2 separate regions of the Gossypium hirsutum genome follow, and region 1 is linked to region 2. Evidence: chromatin contacts called from public Hi-C data. All regions are on one chromosome and are shown on one strand. The core of a region is the stretch at or near the end of the contact, and the rest is flanking DNA. Distances in the headings are between cores, read along the strand shown.

The links. Hi-C and Micro-C count contacts between places; a contact is called where the count stands out from the background.
Region 1: a Hi-C map of leaf shows a contact between it and region 2, with 3 times the contacts expected there. The contact joins the promoter of LOC107961941 here to the promoter of LOC107963121 in region 2. A contact is called at or near these places in 2 of 34 Hi-C or Micro-C datasets (both in leaf).

What each region holds. Positions count from the first base shown.
Region 1 is chrA06:118,190,816-118,194,557 of Gossypium_hirsutum_v2.1, reverse strand. LOC107961941 (phosphoribosylglycinamide formyltransferase, chloroplastic) reads right to left here and starts at 2,376. Exons shown (of 6, transcript XM_016898126.2): 1 at 1,764-2,376; 2 at 40-624. The coding sequence starts at 421. It overlaps LOC107961943 (mitochondrial pyruvate carrier 4), which reads right to left. Exons shown (of 5, transcript XM_016898129.2): 3 at 3,489-3,541; 4 at 3,242-3,315; 5 at 2,721-3,000. The coding sequence ends at 2,955.
Region 2 is chrA06:117,868,798-117,872,065 of Gossypium_hirsutum_v2.1, reverse strand. LOC107963121 (pyrophosphate--fructose 6-phosphate 1-phosphotransferase subunit beta) reads left to right here and starts at 1,631. Exons shown (of 16, transcript XM_016899706.2): 1 at 1,631-2,171; 2 at 2,318-2,479; 3 at 2,591-2,712; 4 at 3,163-3,216. The coding sequence starts at 1,982.

The DNA.
Region 1 (3,742 bases), core at 1,127-3,626, 320 kb before region 2:
ATAAATTTCACTAGCATTTTATTTAAGAGAACAAATTACCATGTTTATTAGTGACCAAAACTACAACATCTCCATTGACAGAGCCTTCAATGCATGCTTGGTTAATTGACCTGAAATTCGAGCCTCCACCAGAGACAAAAACAGCTAGCCTTTTCCGCTTAACCCATGATTTTGAACCTTCCTTCTCAGGGACAAGATTACTTACTTTTTCTACACTGTTTTTACACGGTAATCTTCTTACAGACCTCAACCTTTGAGAAGATAGGAAATATTGGTTTTCAAAAGAAACTTGATATTTGGATTGATTGAAACAAGGATAAGAAAGAGAAGGTGGTGAGGAAGATAATGGATTTTGAGGATTTCTATATAATGGGGTTATTGAGTTTGAGCAAAACCCAGAGAACAAGCTTTGTGATTCCATCAAAATCAAAGATAAATGTGACGAATTGGGGAAAAAGGAGAAAAAAAAGTTTTTGTATTCTCTCAACACTGAATAGTGGATGCAACAAGACCCCAAAAGCTAGATATTAGCATTCTATGCAATAAATGCATAAAAATGGAAATACACTCAATTGATCTCTAGCCTCGAAGATTGTAGAGTTCAAAAAACCTTCAAATTACTTCCTGCAAAATACAAGTTCCAGTGTTAAGCATTTACATGCGGACGAAGATGATCAAGAACCATCATGACAAAGCATTGCCCAGAGAGAGAGACAGAATCTCATTGTGAATACTCTTTTTTAACATTACGAGAAACAATAAAGCTAAAACAATGAGCTTCATTCCTCTTTAAGCTAAAGACTTAAGAAGAACAGAGCAGAAGCATAAATATCAATCAATGTATAATGCTGCCACCAAGGATATTCAAATTATAAAGCAAAACTATATCAGCTAAACTCGAATCAAATTAAACACTATTTGAGAAGCTTCGTGATGGTTCAGCAATATCCAAAGATTCGCAATTTTTAAGCTATCTCTAAACGATTGGTAGCTACCGTTCCATCCCAACATTCAATAATTCGTTAAGCTTTAAAATTAATCCAACATTCACTAACATTGTTTTATTAACATAACACTCGCCCCAAACAAACATAAACAGACCATATCTATTGAAAGAAAGAAAAAAAAAGGCGTTTGACTACATTATGTATAAAAAGCAGCAGAGTAAGAACCAAATATGGTTTCAGCATCATAACATTCCAAGGCACTCAAAAGTTTGGAAGCATAACAAGAAGGTGAATAGAGAATCGTGATCGGCAGCAACTTCCCGCAATTTTCAAATCCCTTAGCTAAATAAATACAAAAAAAAAACTTTATAGAAATACTGACCTGCTGCAGCTGAGAGCTTGGGATAGGGGATCTATGGAGAGAAATATAATTTTATGGTAATGAAGAGAGACAGTAAGCAAGAAAGAAAGGAGTGGGTGCCTCAGGACTGTGCGATTATTCGACTAGTGAGTCTGGCGTTGGTAAAAAAAGGAAGAAAGAAAAGAGTTAAACTAAAGACGTAAAACGATGAGTTTTATTAGATACAAGCTGGGTTGTTTTATTGGACCATTCTTGAAGCCTTCTTATTAACACAACATGGGCTGCTTTAATGGGATCATTGGTTTTCAATTGCATAAATTCAAATACAAAAAGCCTACTGCCAAAATAATATTTGAAGCTAAATATACTGATAAAAAGGAATTTTGGTGTTAATTTGAGCAACATCTGGTTTTACATAAACACAGAAAGTCGAGAGAGCCAAGGAGGGATTTTACCTTTCTCTCTGACCAGGAAGCAACCGTCGACCAACAAAGAGATGGCTGCGATGGGAAGAGCCAGCAGCTGCAGTGAGAGAGAGAGAGAGAGAGAGAGAGAGAGACTGAGAGTTGGATGAACAAGAATGATTTTGGGTTTAGATTTTTAGGGTTGGGTTGGGTAGATTAAATTGGGTTATATGAATGACTGGGTTTGGTATATATTTTGGGTTAATTAATTATATAATACAGATAATTAATAAATAAAAATAATATATAAGTTAGTTTTTGCAATTGCTAACTAAAAAAATGTAGGTTTCTTTTCAGGTAAATTGCATTATTAGTCACTAAACTATAGGTAAATTTTAGTTGTAGTCATTTAATTAAAAATTATTATAATTTGATAATTAAATTATTCAAAAATTTTCATTTAAATGATTGGATTGTTGAAATCGATATTATATAATTTTCTTTATTCACACTACCTACCCAATAGAAAGCTTTTTTTCCCTTCTACAGTTCAATGGTTATTGATCCACCGTATCAATTTTTGAATTATGACTTGAAACTCATTGGCAAAACTTTTTAAAAAAAAAACTTAACAACCCAATAACTTAAATAAAAATTTTTGAATAATTTAATAATTTAAATAAAAATTTTCGAATAGTTCAATAATCAAATTGTAATGTTTTTAATTAAGTGACTAAAACAAAAATTTACCCTTAGTTTAGTAACTAATAATGTAATTTACCCTTTTCTTAATGTAGCTTTTAACTTCTTTATTCTAACTCATAATATATAAAATTAAGTTATCAAAATAAAAAATTTATTTTATGGGGAAACAATTAATTTTGTTTAAGGCATAAATACCTATAAATATATACTAAGTAAAGATTTCCAAGGCTTGCTCCCAATGGAAATCAAACTTTCCATATGAATGCATACGAAAATTTATACCTAAAGATTGTAAAAGAGAAGTGAGGAAACAAAAGCATTATTGAAAATTTTAGGGATTCTGTTGCTCAGTTCAGTATCAGTTGATGGCTCTACAATCATCATCATCAAGTTCCAATTTTTCCACAACACAACATGCTTGAGTAATTCAAAGCCAAGCCATAGAGCCAAAGTGTAACTTTTAATTAACAGAAAAACAAGGCAAGATAACTGATAATTTGTTCCATTAAAAACAGAGGATTTCGGAAGATTTCATCATCATTCAGATGCAATGGCCGGCTTTGCCTCCGAAAAGTAATCATGTCTGAAATATCAACAAAAAAGTTTTATAAAACTGTGCATCAGAGAGCAGCAACAGCAAATAAACGGTAACAAAAACAGAGCAAGAAGGAAAGATCATTCAGATGCAATGGCCGGCTCTGCCTTCAATAAAATTATTGGAATAAGAAGTGTTTCCCTCCTTTCTCTACTAATACATCCAATATATAATGCAAAAGTTCGAATAAGTTAAGGGAAACAGATAATCATTGGTTGAGTTTACTTACTTTATTTTTCGTGTTAGTTGGTATATGCCTGTTCCAGCCATAGCAATGTTTACACTGAAGAGATTCCAGTTTTTCTGCATTTTAGAAATCAAACAATGACTGAGAATAAAAAACAACCTGAACCTTATGTTCCTGATTATAACCGTTATCTATACTATTTGCGTGTTTTTTCATATATTTTCTCTTTGATAACGTCGAGTTCCTCAAATTTTTTAGGTTAGGCAATCCAATAAATCATCAAACTTACCGGAGTGATTACAGTGCTGTAGCGTGACCAGATAATTCCAGTTGCAGTAACCGCTGCGTATCAAAAAACAACATTCAGAAACTACAAGAGGACACTATCACGATGTGGGCGTAAAAAAGTTAAGAAGTAAATGCAAATAATTCAACAACTCTTCAATATACATATAAAGAAACAACTATGAGAGTAAAATAAGAGGTGGCAAGACATGCAACACACATAGATAGGTCTGTTAGAAATCGATAAACACCATGTAC
Region 2 (3,268 bases), core at 382-2,881:
TTATTGATTTTAATTTTTTTATAATTTTTAATAAAAGCAAGGTCTTAATTGTACTTTTTGACAAAGTTTGAGGGTCTTTTTTATACATTTTGAAAGTTTAAGTACCCAATTAAGTAAAAAAAGAAGTAGGGGCTTAATTGTTTTTTTGGAAAAGGTTTAAAAGTATTTTTTGATGTATTTTGAAAGTTCAGGTACCCAAATGAGTAAAAAAAATAGAACCTTAATTACTTTTTTTTTTTTAAGTTTGAGGAATTTTTAGATTTTAAGCCAAGAAAAAACATCTTGCAAGTGTCAGAGTGTAGAAGATGAAAGCACCTGGTAATGACAGAAAGGGGGAGCAATATGTTAAGTTCTTTGAGTTAGAGGGTGTAGCCCTACGCCCTGTTCGTAAAACTTTCCAGATTTGAGCACTTGGGGACATCTCTGGTTCCAATTTGTCACTAAAAACACTATCATTTAGGTTTGATTTGGTCAATCATTGGATCTTGCGTGCACTGAGATTGCTTTGCTAATCATATTTTATGGTTATCTGCACAAATGGAACCTATACGGGGATAGCAGACCCCTTAGGCAAAAAAAGCCATATCCTTTTGGGTGGAGATGGGCATAGCAGTGGGGTTTGCGGACTCCAATTGGTACTTTCTTTCGGTTTTAGATCACTCCCTCCTAACCCAATACCAAACTCAACAATTACAGGTAAGACCCAATCTGTTGGGCCGGACTCCTTTTCATATTTGTAGATATTTTAGGATGATTCCAATGAATATTTATGAACAAGCAAGCACTTTAATAATGAAATATGAGAAACTTGGAAGCAAAACAAAACAGAAAAAAAAATTGAAAAAGGAATATGAGAATATGCTTTCCCACTTCCCACCTAACCAAAAAAGCTAAGGTTATTCGAGGCTTCATGGTATATTTTTAAATATTCTTTTTACTATAATTAACATACAGGGTCTAAAAATTAAAATAATTTTATATATTTTTACATATAATTATTTATATGATTAACATTTTAATGAGCTAATCGTTAAATTTATCAGTATAATTATATTGATCATGCATGTAAATTTTTGTTTTGACCCAATATCTTTATCATATCGATCTAAAATGTTCTATATATTAATATATATTCAACGATTGAATTTATTTTACATAAAATAAATATATTAAATTTGACATGCAATGGTCTATATGAATAGGCATGAAATATAACAATTAAATCGTTAAAATATTGATCATATAAATAATTATGAAAGTGTGTAAAACTAATTTAATTTTTACACTATATGAGTGAATCTCTCCCCATTAATATATTATATAAAAAAATTTTGTCATAAATTTTAATATTTTACGTGTTTTGATTAGAGATGATAATAGATAACGGATATTCAATATTTGCAAATATCATATTTGTTTTGGATATTTTAATTACTATTCACAATAGATTTGTAACATTGCATATATTAATCATTATTTATTTTAATAATGGATAATCAAATTCGTAAATAATAGATTTAAATATTTGAATGCAGGCAGAAAATTCGAATATTTGAGGACGGTTTAATTAAATTTTCACAATATTTAATTTTTTATATATTACTTAAATTATTTGTTGCATGAACATATGGGTCATCGTATTACTCATGTTTATCGTGCATCTGCCTCCTTTCTTCTGCTATAATTTCATCCGTTACTGGATCCTGAAACTATTTGATTCATTGTCGTTTCGCTGGTAAATTTCTAAAATACCACCGATTTCAACGGGCAAACAGATACCTTTTCAGGGGCGGAGTCTCCCAAGAGCCCAAATATATTACCTGAAAGGACACTACTACCCTTCCCGTTTTGACTTAAAAGCGACTCAGGACAAATCTGATAGATTCACGCCACGCTTGAATCACTACTCACTAGTCGACTCGCAACTGATAGGACTGAGTTAGGTATAACCACCAAAAAAAATTTCCTAAGTAAAAAAGAGATGGCTCCCTCTTTTGTAACTAACGGCGGTGTAGCCGCCGTTGAAACGACTCCGTTCGCAGGACGTCTCGCCTCCGTTTACAGCGAGGTCCAAACGAGTCGTATCGACCACGCTCTTCCTGTACCTTCTGTTCTCAGAAGCCCCTTCAAAATTGTCGATGGTCCCGCTAGTTCCGCCGCCGGCAACCCTGGTTCTTCTCTCTTCACTTCGTTATTCTTCTTTTTCATTTTCGATCTAGTTTCTTTTTTTCTTTTTGTAATTTATCTGGATAATCATGCAAGTAAAACAATAGTATTTAGCTCAGTTCACTGAACTGGCAGATTTGTTTCTTGGCAGATGAGATAGCAAAGCTGTTTCCGAATCTGTTCGGGCAACCCTCGTCTATGCTGGTGCCGAACGGAATAGACAGTATCGGATCTGATCAGAAGCTAAAGATCGGTGTCGTTTTGTCTGGAGGGCAGGCACCTGGAGGTCACAATGTGATTTGCGGAATTTTCGGTTAGTCTTTTTTTTTTTCTCAATTACATTGTTTAAATAACATTGCATGTTACTTCAGAATTACGATACTTGTGCTAATGGAAACAAAATTTTTTCCCTTTGGAATGATAGATTACTTGCAGGAGCGTGCTCCAGGTAGCACTTTGTATGGTTTTAGGGGTGGTCCTGCTGGGGTCATGAAGGGAAAATACGTAGAATTGACTGCAGATTATATTTACCCTTACAGAAATCAGGTATTATTTGCTAGTATTTACAGAAATGTTAGTGTCAGGAAGCAAAAGAAAATAGTAACCTAATGAAGCCTAAAGATCCTTTTTGAATTTTAGCAGCGCGTGCTTAAATATTAATAGTGTTTGGTAGTAACTATGGCTTTTGGGAATTTTGACGATTTTGAAATTTCTACATTATTATCATATGAGAAGTTGGTGCGAGTATATGATAAAGTAGCTTCTGCTTAATGTTCCTCTTGTTGGTAAGAACAATTTAAACAATGTGAAAGAGCAGCATGGCAGTGTTTCATGCCACCTGCATTATAGGCTGTGTTATTTTCATATTAGTAAGGTTATGTTGTCTGTTAACCATGCATATTATTATTAATTTTAACTTTGCGTCTATACGTTACAACATATGCACTGACCCGCAAAGCAAAGATCCTAACAATTGTGTTTATTTATTCTAACCAGGGTGGCTTTGATATGATCTGTAGTGGGAGAGACAAGATTGAAACTCCTGAGCAGGTAAGGTTACATCTGTAAATCATTCTAGTTATTGAGTTTTTATCAACTAATA